Linked DNA regions of Sus scrofa: region 2 is linked to region 1. Evidence: chromatin contacts called from public promoter capture Hi-C data. All regions are on one chromosome and are shown on one strand. Each heading gives the region's core, a stretch centred on a gene start, on an enhancer-like site or on the middle of the called end of the contact. The rest is flanking DNA. Distances are from core to core; before and after follow the strand shown. Region 1 holds the start of NPRL3 (nitrogen permease regulator 3-like protein). Region 2 holds the start of RHBDF1 (inactive rhomboid protein 1).

Region 1 (6,455 bases), core at 2,622-5,121:
CTGTGTCCAGAGCCCTGCGGGGGTGGGGGGTTCTCCTTGCCTGGGACCGAAAGCTGCAGATAAAGTGGGAGAGGGGGAAACAGCCAGTGGAGGGGAGCGGAGGGGGTCCCACGACCACTGCCCGGGATTCCCTGGGCAGCCCCAACCCTCACCCTGAGTGCTGTGCTGAGTACATCAGCTGTTTCTCTCACTTCATTCCAGAGCTTTGCAGGGTCATCCCTAGCTGGTTCAGTGGTGGTTTTGTTGTCTGCTTCACATTTCACGGCACCCACACGAGGGCTGATGGACCTCGAAGCTCTCCCAGGGTCCCCTCCCAAAGGTGGGCGCTGGGGAGAACCCAGAGATCACACTTCCTCAGAGTCGCACTGAGTGTCCCCCTCCGCATCCAGTGCCTCCCAAGCTCATGCACAGTCTAGAGGACATGGGGGAGCGAGCAGAGCCAGGCAACTTCTCGGAGGCGCCCCCTTTGACTTGGTATGCCCCCAGATCCTCACACTGCAGAGAAGGATGCACCGGGCCTGATTTTGGGGTCCCAGCTCAGGGCCCACTGACTCTCCCTAGTGCTGCAGTGGAGAGCTGGGCCTGGGCCAGGGCCAGGGGCGCCTCCTCGCAGAGAATGCCCCTAGTGCCTGCGGCTCTGAGGGGTCCAGCCCTGCCAGGTGTCCAGCCCGCAGCCCCCAACTGCGAGCAGTGTCCTTTCTTCCCTGGGCCCAAGTGTCATCCTCAGAAAGTTCGATGGCAGGTTTCCTGCCTCGGTGTGTGAGCACAGCATGGCCTCTCCACAAGGGGCAATCTTCCTTATTTCATTATTAGGAAAAACGAGGGCCTGGGCTAAAAGTGAACACCACCAAAATGCCCATCCACAGACAAGCAGACAAACAAAACATGATCTATCCGTGCCATGGAATGCTATCCAGCCATAAAAAGCAATGAAATACCAATACATGCTGGCATGTGGTTAAGCCTCCAAGATGTGCTAAGTGAAAGAAGCCAGACACAAGACCACATTCGGCACAATTCTATTCATGCGAAACATCCAGAATGGGCAAATCCGCGGAGACAGAGAGCCGAGCTGGAAGCAGGGGTTACAGGTAACTGCTCGGGGGTTCAGAGTTTCCATTTGGATGATGAAAACGTTCTGGAACTAGCTAGCACTAATGGCTGCCTGACACCCGTGAACGAGATTAGAGATGCTGAGTTGTGCACCTGAAAATGGCGAAGGGTAAATTTGATGCTGTATGAATTTCAACACAGTTTTTAAAAGAAAGGGGTATAGTGATTCCTGGCACAGAATGGGTGCTGTGGCATTCCCGCTGTGGCTCAACAGGATCCTCAGCATCTTGGGAGGGCTGGGGCACAGGTTCGATTCCTGGCTCGGCACAGTGGGTTTAGTAAGGATCTGACGTTGAGGCAATTACAGCTTAGGTTCCAACTGCTCGGATCTGATCCCTGGCCCAGGAACTCCATATGCCATGGGGCTGCCAAAAAAAGGAAAATAAACGATAAAAGTAGTTAAAAAAAAAAAAAGAAAAGAAAAGGAGTTCCCATCTTAGCGCATCAGAAATGAATCTGACAAGGAACCATGAGGTTGCGGGTTCAATCCCTGGCCTCGCTCAGTGAATTAAGGATCCGGTGTTGCTGCGGCTGTGGTGTAGGCCAGCAGCTATAGCTCCGATGAGACCCCTAGCCTGGGAACCTCCATATGCTGCGGGAGCAGCCCTAAAAAGAAAAAAAGACAAAAACAAAAACAAAAAAACAACAGTGCTGCATCGGTATTAGCTATTATTTGGGGACAGACTCCAGGCACTCAATAAATGCTCATTGTCCGGAAAGGGGCTTCTTCTATGAATCCCGCACAGCCTTGGGAAGAAGAAATTGCTGCCTTCACCACACCCAGTGAATGAGAAAACAGACTCAGAAAGGGGTCACAGCAGACGGGCAGGGGAGGCAGACGTTCAAAGACAAAACCCGTGCTAGAACTCAGAGCTGCCAATGAACAATGATGCGTACTAAACATTAGCTTCCATACAGGAAACACTTCAAAGATCGGGGCCTCGGGGAAGGAAGGCCTCAGGTCCCAGCGGACACCCGACGGCGCGCTCCCGAGCCCCTCCGAGTCGAGCCGAGCCCGATTCTGCGAAGCCCCGCGCGACGCCCCCCGGAGGCCGCGGAGACCGCCCGCCGATTGGCGCAGGCGCAGCTGCGGCTCCACCGGCGGGCCGAGCGCGCGTCGCGCGGGCTCCACCATGGTGCTGGCGGCGGCCGACCGGGCTGCGGTGCGCGCCCTGTGGAAGAAGCTGGATGGCAACGTCGGCGTCTACACGACCGAGGCCCTGGAGAGGTGCGCACGGCCCCCGCCTCCCGGCACAGCTGCCTTCGGCCCCCGGCCCCAGGCTGCGCCTCACCCGCCGCTGCCTCCGCAGGACCTTCGCGGCCTTCCCTTCCACCAAAATCTACTTCCTCCACCTGGACTTGAACCCCGGCTCCGCCCAGGTCAAGGCGCACGGCCGGAAGGTGGCCGACGCGCTGACTGTCGCCGTGGACCGCCTGGACGACCTGCCCCGCGCCCTGTCGGCTCTGCGGGAGCTGCACACGCAGCGACTGCGCGTGGACCCCGTCAACTTCAAGGTGAGCGCGCGGCCGGGCCCGAGGCCGGTCGGGGGGTGGGCGGAAGGGCCGCCGTCGGGTAAGGGGCGCCGCACCCGCGCGGGAACGCCTCCCTCTCCGCAGCTGCTGGGCCACTGCCTGCTGGTGACCCTCGCCCGGCACTACCCCGGAGACTTCAGCCCCGGCCTGCAGGCCTCGCTGGACAAGTTTCTGAGCCACGTGACCTCAGCGCTGGCCCCCCACTGTCGCTAAATCGGGGCGGGGGGGCGTGCGGGGGCTCCAGGGTTGGAGTAAAGTCTGTGGTCAAAGCCTCAGGTGTGCGCATGTTCTCTCCACCCCCCGTTGTCAGCTCCCGGCGCGGACGCCCCCACCCCCGGCCCGCTCACACCCCTCGCCGCCGCCCAGTTCCCCGCGGTAAACCCCGACTCACCGGGCCCCTCGCCAGGGCCACGCGGAGGCGCAGACCCGGGGCTCCGGTCGCTCGGGAAGGGGTGGCGGGTAGGGGTCAAGGGCTTGCCCGCGGCTGGACCTCTCGCGGGCGCGGCGTGCACGCCTCAGGTCCACCCAGACCCGAGCGCGGGTCCAGCTCACAGGCTGGGCGAGAAGCGGGGACCAGCGCCCCCGCCGGCGAGGACCGGAACTGCCCAGGGCGGCAACACGCACGACCCCACACAGCGCCTCTGGACCCTGCACCCGCCACGTCAACACTGCTGCGGACTTGGGGAAAGGCCGCTCTGCCAGATTGGATCTGCTGAAAGGAGGCGGCTCCTGCTCCAGCACAAAGCCATGCGGCCCACAAGGTGGATGAGGGAGTCAGCCCAGAGCCCCTCCCGCCCACGTGCCACATTCTTCTCAGGAGTCAGACCTCAGAGCTCCTCAAAAAAAATCAATCATGGCCATCGCAGAAACCTCTGAAAACGATTCCACTCGCTGCACCTGCCTGTGTATCTAGCGAGTCTGGCCCAGCCTCTTCCTCCCTGCCCAACAGTGGGGAAACAGATGCAGGGCGTGGGGGTGCCCTCAGGGGGCGCAGGTGCAACAGCTGACCCCCACCACCCCTGGGGGTATGTCCCAAGACCCCGGTGGATGCCCCAGAAAGCACCAAACCCCCAATATAGTTTTTTGCTATACATACACACCTATGGTAAATTTAATGTATAAATTAGGATGGCAAGAGAAGAACAGCAATAACTAATGATAAAACAGAACCACCAGGAGTTCCCGTCGTGGCACAGCAGAAAACGAATCTGACTAGGAACCACGAGGTTGCGGGTTCGATCCCTGGCCTCACTCAGTGGGTTAAGGATCTGACATTGCCAGGCGCTGTGGTGTAGGTCGCAGACGCCATTCAGATCTGATGTGGCTGTGGCTGTGGTGGAGGCCAGCAGCTACAGCTTCAATTCCACCCCTAGCCTGGGAACCTCCATATGCCGCGGGTGCAGCCCTAGAAAAGAAAAAATAATAATAATAAAAATAAATAAATAAAAGGGCTAGTGTAAAGTGAAGTGACCAAAGGTGACTCTTCCCCATAAACCTGGAGCCCTAAAAAGGTACCCCCTGGACAATTCTCTCCTTTCCTCAGACACAGGGACGCAGAAAACAAAAAACCCAAAAAGCAAAAACAAACAAAAATTTTGGCCACACCCACAGCATGTGGAAGTTCCTGGGCTGGGGATCGAACCCGAGCCACTACAGTGAAAAAGCCAGATCCTTAAATCCCTGTGCCCCAAGGGAACTTCCCCCCAAAATCTTAATGTTCAGCAGAAAAGGGAAGGTAATTCCCTGATAAATTGAAATCACATGTGACATGTGTGGCTTTGTAATCCTGTCACCAGAGGGGTCCTCCTGACAAAACCTCCCAGGCTGCAGACCGTGTGTGAAAATGACCCTGGACTCCCTCACAGACCCCAGGGACCTTCAAGAAGCAAAGAAACCCTCCCTAGAAAGAGGTCTGTCATTACAAACTACACACTCACCAGGCACACAGGGCAACAAGGCACCGTGAACGGAAGCCAGCAGAGGGACCCGCAAAGTGTTAGGCACTCAAGACCTCAGACTGAATTACAAGTTGGCTTGTTTAAAAAAAAGACAGGAGTTCCCATCGTGGCCCAGCAGTAATGAATCAACTAGGAACCATGAGGTTGTGGGTTCAATCCCTGGCCTCGCTCAGTGGGTTAAGGATCCAGCATCGCCATAAGCTGTGGTGTAGGTCGCAGACGCAACTTGGATCCCATAGTGCTGAGGCTGTTGTGTAGGCCAGTAGCTGTAGCTCTGATTGGCCCCCTAGCATGGGAACCTCTGTATGCACAGGTGTGGCCCTAAAATGCAAAAAAATAAAAAAAATAAAGACAAGGGGTTTCCTGGTGGCTCAGTGGGTTAAGGATCAGCACTGTCACTGCTGTTGGTGTAGGTTCCATCCCTGGACTGAGGAACTTCTGTTTGCTGCGGTGCCTGCAAAAAATAAAAATAAAAAAATAAAAACAATTCAAAGACATGATTTGGAATATCTGCAGGCAGCCATAAAATATAAAAAGTCACACAGCACATGTAAAAAAGAACTTTTAGAAATGAAATTATAATTGTCAAAAATAAAATTGCAGGGAGTTCCCGTTATGGCTCAGAGGGTTACAAAACCGACTAAAATCCATGAGGATGCAGGTTCAATCCCTGGCTCGGTGGGTTAATAACAGATCCAGCTGTGGTGTAGGCCACTCAGATCCTTCGTGGCCATGGCTGTGGCTGGCAGCTGCAGCTCCAATTAGACCCCTAGCCTAGAGCTTCCATATACTGCAGGTGCAGCCCTAAAAAGCAAATAAATAAGTAAAAATTAAGGAAACAAAATGGCAATGGACAAGTTTAACAGATAAAACACAGTCATACAGAGAGTTAGTGAAGTTAGCAGAGCTGTATTTCAGGCAGATGGAAGGTGATCCTAATGAGAAGTCTGAGAAGTAAGAAGGAATAAATTACAAACACACTGATTGAATATACAGTGGCAGTGCCTACAGAGTTAAGAAAACAAACAGAAAACCTTATACAGACAAAACACCAGCCAGTAATAACTACGTCAAAGGGGGCTCTGGGAGTTCCCTTGTGGCACAGTGGGTTAAGGATCACTGCAGTGGCTCGGGTTAGATCCCTAGCCCAGGGGCTTTCACGTGCAGCAGGCATGGCCAAATAAAAGCAGGGGTGGGGGGGACCTCGTTGCACTCAGTAGCTCTGCAGTGCGTCTCACCTGTCAGGCAAACGGTTTTCAATGACTTTGGACTTGGCTTCCTATTGCTGGTCTAAATAAAAACTTACTGACTGAAGACAACACAAGTTTATCCCGTTAACAGTTCTCGAGGGCAGAAGTCCCAAATCAGTTTCCAGAGGCCACAAATCAAGGTGTGAGCAGGACCCTGCTCCCTCAGAGGCGCTGGGGAAACTCCTGCTCACTCTGCAGCCTCTACGACTGCATCACTTGGCTTGGGCCCTTCCCCCAGCTGTGACGGTCACAGCTCCTCTGCCTCTTACTCATAAGGATCCTCGTGATTGCACGAGGCACATCTGGATAATCGAGACTCATCACCCCCCTCTCCGCATCTTCCCGAATCGCACCTTCAACATTCTGGTGCCGCACAATGGGACGTCCACCAGCTCCAGGGATCAGGAGCTCTTTATCTATGGGGCCACATTCAACCAAGCACCACACACTGAGCACGTGTGTGGGAGGTTCCGGGGGAGAAACAGAAAGAAGGAGAGGAACCGAGTGTATGAGGAGTTCCCACTGTGGCGCCGTGGAAACGAATCCGACTAGCAACCACGAGGTTGCGGGTTCGATTCCGACCTTGCTCAGTGCGTTAAGG
Region 2 (5,951 bases), core at 19-2,518, 70 kb before region 1:
CCACCAGGGGGACTAGGCCAGATTAGCCTCAGTTTCCCTCCGGGGGGCAGGCAGGAGAGGGGGAACGGGGGGAGTGAGCACAGGAAGGCAGGAAAGGGGACTCATTGTTTGGGCAGAATGGCTGCAGGGGGTAAGGAGGAAAGAAAGGGGTGGGAATGACATCCAGGCTGCCTCCCAAGGGGTATTTATGACACAGTGCCCTCCCCCGGAAGGAAGCGGCACAAAGTGCCACAAACAGCTGGGTGGCTTCCAGCAGGCGGCTGAAAGGCTGCTGCCCCTCCCGCCACAGGAAGTCCTGGTTGGGGCCCTGGGGGAAGGGGGAGTACAGCTGGGCCTGGGCCTGGGCTGGAGTGGGTCCCAGGGCCGGTCAGAGGAAGAAGAGGACGAGGGGGAGGGGAGGAGCTCTGGGGATCAGGGTTTTCCCAGCTGGATGTGCCCCAAGACGGTGCCCCAAGACCGGGGGCCACCCTCACGTGCGGGCCTCAGTCTGGTGGGGTCACAGTCACGTGGCCCATCCAGCATCTCACCTGACACCATCTTTACCCAGCAGCTCCTTATGGCCCCCAGGGGTCCCCCTCAAAGGGCCAAGGTGACACAAGTCAAAGACAGCATGGGGACATGCTCCTTAAGGGTTTTCCACTCAGGAGAGGGGTGTTCCCTGTACTGCCCCAGAGGACAGTGGCATACCTCATACTGTCTCCTGCCACTGCCCTGCAAGAGGGGTGCTCACGGGTCCCCACAGTCCTGGTGCTGGCCTCAGCCTCTTCCGGAGGCTGGCTTCACTCCAGCAGGATGCTGACTCCTCTCAGCATCCTTCGTAGGGGAGTGGTGGGGGCCCCACGGCAGAGACAGGCGTCCTGGAATCAACCAGTAAGTGATGACCAGGCCGGGGCGGAGGGGCATGCTTCCAGATGTCCACTTCCTGGACAAAGTCTCTCTAGTCCACTCCAACGTGTCCTCGCCACCCAAATGCCCCCCAGGCGCGCAGCGGTCCAGGAAGGCTGGTCCAAGGGCCAGGGCCGGGGTGCCACTTCCCCACGTGCACTCCACGCGCGCGTCTCCGAACAGTCGGGGCCGCCCCAAACCATTACCCCTCCAGCGGGGGCCCTCTAGGGCCCAATTACGGTTCACGACGGACCGGGGCTCTCAGTCTGAGGGCCAGCTGGCGCTGGAGAGCGGTCTGCGGCTGGGGGCGTCGGGGGAGCAAGTGGGGCGGGGCCGCGTCACTGGCGGGGCGCGGGGCGCGGGGCGGGGGGCTCGCCTCGACCCCAGCTGCCGGCTCCCCTCCGCACCCCGCCCCGCAAGGGCCCGCCCCCCCCGGCGGGAGGCGGGGCGCCGGGAGCCCGCTCGGCCCCGCCCCGGATCCCGCCCCTCCGCGCAGGCGCCGGCTCCACCCCCCGGCTGCCCGGCGCTTCCGGGTCCGCTCCAGGGTGGGCTGCGCGCCGAGAGCCGCGATGGGGCCTCCGGGTTCCCGCGCGCCGCTGGGCCAGGTGAGTGCGCGCCCAGGGAACGCGCTCCTCCCTCGGCGCCCGGCCAAGGGCCAGGGTTCGGGCGCGACTGTCCCCCGGGGTCGCACCCCCACGCGCTGTGAGCCCCGGGCCGGCGAGGGACCAGTAACGTGCGCGCCGGCCGCCCCTCGGGGTTTGCAGTTCCCAGACGGGCGCCTGCCGGCGGGGGTCGCGCCGGCTCCGCTGTTCTGTTGGCCAGAAGCAAAGTCGAGGCCAGGCGCCAGGTCGCCCCTGCGATTTGGGAGGAGAGCCTGGCACCGGTTTCCTGGTGTAATTGCCGGACACTCGGAGGCTCAGGTGCTTCAGCCCGCCCGCCACGGAAATGACGCGGCACTGACCCGAGGAGCCACTTCGCCACTCCTCACTTCACTGCCCTTCTCGGGCGGATGCATGCTGTCCGCTTCTACGAACCCCCACTTGCTCAGGTTTGATGGAGTCCTGGCGGGTCCCTCTGACGCCCCCACCTAGACGGCTGTTTGCTGCCCTTCACTGGCTGGGCCCAGCCGGGCAGGAGACCTTTGACCCCAGGTTCTGCCCAGAGGCATCCCGGGTGGGAAGGTGAGTCTTGGTACCATTCAGTGAGTGCTGGCTGTACCCGGCCAGGCGCTTACCTGGCTTCTCCTTCTCAGAACCATCTTGTGCAGCAGGACGTTGGTTCTCCTGCAGGTGAAACACATGCACAGAGACCTTAGGTCCCTTTCTGGGGCAGCTATTGCTCTTGGCGCAATGGCAGGGTCACCCCACTGCTTGCTCTGAGGCAGGTTCAAATCCTCGGTGTGCAGTGGGGCGCAGAGGCCTCTCTGAACCTCAGACCCTGGGCAGCGCTGTGAGTCCCCCACCGCCCAGGGTGGGTCATGGCAGAGATCCAGAGCAAGCCCAGTGCCTCGACACAGGCTGGGGCCAAACCTGGGGTAGGAACAGGGGCCACAACGTCCCGGAGTCTGAGCCCATGGTGGGTGTTGGCAGATGGGCTGGGCAGCAAACATGGTCACGGCATTCTCCGTTCTCAGCAGCCTGGCGGGCTCTGGGCAACAAAGGCTCTCAGTACTTATATTAAAAATAATCAGGGTGTTCCTGTCGTGGCTCAGCAGTTAACGAACCCGACTAGTATCCATGAGGAAGCAAGTTTGATCCCCGGCCCCCCTCATCGGGTTAACGATCCGGCATTGCTGTGAGCTGTGATGTAGGTCGGCAGCTTCAGCTCCAATTTGACCCCTCTCCTGGGAACCTCCATGCACTGCAGGTGCGGCCATAAAAAGACAAAATGCTACTCCTACTACTAAGAATGGGTCTGAAGTTCCCACTGTGGTGCAGTGGGTTAATGATCCAGCTTGTCCCCGTGGCAGCGCCAGTTCGATCCCAGCCTGGTGTAGTGGGTTAAAGGATCCGGCGTTGTGTTGCATTGCAGCAACTTCAGCTCAGATGCCCTCCCTGGCCCGGAAACTTCCACATGCTGTGGGTGTGGCCACAAAACCTAAAGGACAGTCAGCTGCTAGGGATGCGCTGGATTCAGCCCCCGGGGAGGGTGTTTGCAGGCCCCAGTGCTCACCTGCTCTTGTCATCCGAGAGCAGCTGGTCCCAGCGTGGCTGGGGTGTGTGGTCAGGTTCCCGGGCCCTTTGGCAGCAGGTGGGAAGCAGATGGGGTGCTGGTGTCTGCAGACCTCGGCGTTCCTCGGACCTCACTGTCCTTAGACTGACATCTGGGTCATGAGGCAGAGGACAGTTGGGGCGTCATTGGGGGTCGTGCCCTGGGCACGTGGGCTGGGGTCAAGTAGACAGTCTGCCTGGTGCTCACGTGCATGTCAGTCCTGGGCCGTTCTAGGAGGGTCTGGCACAGTGGGAGCCCTGCTAACACGGGGGAGGGGTGTGGATGACTCAAGACCCACAGCCTGTTCCTGAACCCAGCCCCACCGAGGTCACGGCTGTTTGACGAGTCCTGGCCGGTGTCAGGTGCAAAGGGCAGGGTTCCGAAGTTCCCATAGGGAACACATGTGGGTGGCGATCGGAGGGTACCAACCCTCCCGTCCCAGGCTTGGTGCCACTGTCTCCTCCTCAGTCCCTGCAGCTGTTTGCAAACTGGGCCGTGTCACTCCTGCTTGTGGGTGACACATGGAGAAGAGGGGCCACCTTGTCACTGCCACCACCAGCCTGCCTTCACATGCAGTCATTTCCCAAGTGCCCCTGGGTCCCAGCAAGGGCCGCGAAGGTCGGGGAGGGCCCCTTCCCAGCTGAGGGGGCAGCCAGGCACTTGCGTCCTTGAGCTCCGGAGGTCATTGTTTGTCCTTCCCCACGACAGCTTTCCCGAAGGATGGGGCAGAAAAAGCAGCGACTGTTGACGGCAAAGCGGCATCAGGCCCCACCCGATGGGGCCCAAATATCTTCCTCCAAGGAGCCCCGAATGGCGCCGCCCATGACCCCAGGCCCCCAGCGCAGCATCTATTTCTCAAGCCTAAAGGGCCACCCTGCTCGCCTGGGATCCGAGTTTTTTGACCAGCCCGCAGTCCCCCTGGCCCGGGCATTTCTGGGACAGGTAACGTAAATGTAGCAGTGTGCCTTCTGCCGAAGCGGTCATCACCGGGTGGCGTCTATAGGCCCCAGCCCTGGCACTGCTGGGCTCACGTCCCTGAGCAGGACCCACCTGTCCTTGTGCAGTCGGCCACTCTGGCCGCACTTGTCCCTGCAGAGCCTCAGCTCAGTCACCTGGGGAGGGCCTGGGTCCAGGACCCACTGGGAAGAATGCTCATTGCTAGAGGTGCCTGCCTGCTCTGTTCCACCTGGCACGGGAGCTTGGCCCTGGCCCGCCTGGGGTGGCCCGCAGGGCAGGCGTCTCATGGGGACCACAGTCTGACTGTGAGGGGCTGCTTTTGCCCGCCTTGTGCCCTGACACAGGGCCCCTACTGGAGCTGCCCAGCATCAGGACGGTCGAGACCGCCTCCTCCCCACAGCAGCTGGCAGTGCCAGGGCTAGCTCCCCAGCATGGAGCAGGGAGCAGGATTGCCTGGGGCCTGTGGGGGTGGAGCCTGTCACCACGCAATGTGTACCGTGAAGGTGCCCTAGCAGCAGCACTGTGGCCACATCCCTCGGAGCACCATCTGGCTAGCCCTGGCTTCCTGGTCTCCTGGAGGTTCCAAGGCACCCCTCTTCTGTTCTTTTTTTTCTCTCTTTTGTTGTCTTTTGAGGGCTGTACCCGCAGCATAGGGAGGTTCCTAGGCGAGGGGTCAAACCGGAGCTGCAGCCACTGGCCTACACCACAGCCACTGCAACACCAGATCTGAGCCGCCTGTGACTTAGGCCACAGCTCACGGCAACGCTGGATCCTTAACCCACTGAGCGAGGCCAGGGATCAAACCTGCATCCTCACGCATGCATACTAGTCAGATTCATTTCTGCTGTGCCACCACGGGAGCTCCTCCTCTGTGACCTTTAGGTCCAAAGGACCAAGGAGAGTCGGTTTCTGTGGCTAATGGGAGATTGGTGCCAGGAACAGATCCTAAGGTGTGACGTAGTCAAGAAGGGACCGGAGTGTGTTCCCAGAAGGATGCTCTCAGCTGCAAGCCCGGGAGGTCCTTCTCCAGCGCCTTAAGGAGGGTTCAGGGACTCACCTGAAACGGCTCGTGGCGGGTTAGAAACAGCGAGGGTAGGAGGAGGTAGAGACGGGAGCAGTGAGATCCCAGGCAGGGTTATCGGCCAGCAGAGTGGCGGGGAGCACTGGGCAGTGAACCCAGGCTTCCCGCAGCTTCGGGAGCAGCTTGTTAAAGGAAAAGGGGTGGTTTCTCTTTTTAGCACGTTCTGCTTTTAGCACAGGGCGGTTCACGATGGAGTAAGAAACAGGGCAGATACAAGCGACGGTGTTACAGTTTAGCTGTTCCTCCAGCCTTTCTTGTCTTGCCGCTTTTTCATTTTGTACAGTTAGCACCTAAGGTGGTAGGCGGGGACTGCAACAGGTCACCAGCCCAAGGGCCTCTGTGTCCCCCCTTAGGCTCCCACACTTGCTTGAGCAACAAGGGGTGGACAGGGCAGTGCCCGGCAGAGAAGGCAGCGTCTCACCCCGTGTGCCCCTTTGTTTGGAGGGGGCTTTCTCAGGGCCCCCAGGGAATGTCCTCGCAGCCCCCTTGACTGGGCTTGAGTCATGCCCTTGTCCTCAAGCAGATCATGGCAGGCAGCAGCCAGCGACAACCAGACCACTCTGGTGTCCCCTCTGGTCTGAGAAGGTGCTCCCTCTCTGGGCCCGCCACCAGCAAGGGGACATCTGGGGGCGGGGCAACCAGAACACCCGCCCTCCGGAAAGGACCTCGGTGACATTCGGGACAGGAAGCAAGATGGCAAGGACAGGGCCTGGGAGGCACAGGGACGCGGGGAGGAGTGGCCCCTCTGACCAGGGCTCTGAGGTGGCCTGGCCCAGCCCAGCGTGTGAATGCCCACAAGCCTTCTGGGCCTTCCTCC

What was found. Promoter capture Hi-C pulls out the DNA fragments that hold promoters and counts their contacts.
Region 2: a contact with region 1 is called in a promoter capture Hi-C map of liver, with 3 times the contacts expected there. The contact joins the promoter of RHBDF1 here to the promoter of NPRL3 in region 1. A contact is called at or near these places in 1 of 5 promoter capture datasets (liver), 19 of 47 Hi-C or Micro-C datasets (alveolar macrophages, blood, embryonic fibroblasts and 10 more) and 1 of 2 datasets of contacts at active chromatin or transcription factors (skeletal muscle).

The regions. Positions count from the first base shown.
Region 1 is chr3:41,475,881-41,482,335 of Sscrofa11.1, reverse strand. It overlaps NPRL3 (nitrogen permease regulator 3-like protein), which reads right to left and starts at 3,871. Exons shown (of 13, transcript XM_021086960.1): 1 at 3,038-3,871. It overlaps HBQ1 (hemoglobin subunit theta-1), which reads left to right and starts at 2,184. Exons shown (of 3, transcript XM_003481093.4): 1 at 2,184-2,341; 2 at 2,424-2,628; 3 at 2,731-4,054. The coding sequence starts at 2,247. The coding sequence ends at 2,859.
Region 2 is chr3:41,543,757-41,549,707 of Sscrofa11.1, reverse strand. It overlaps RHBDF1 (inactive rhomboid protein 1), which reads right to left and starts at 1,268. Exons shown (of 17, transcript XM_021086953.1): 1 at 688-1,268. It overlaps MPG (DNA-3-methyladenine glycosylase), which reads left to right and starts at 1,369. Exons shown (of 5, transcript XM_013987736.2): 1 at 1,369-1,490; 2 at 3,805-4,038. The coding sequence starts at 1,455.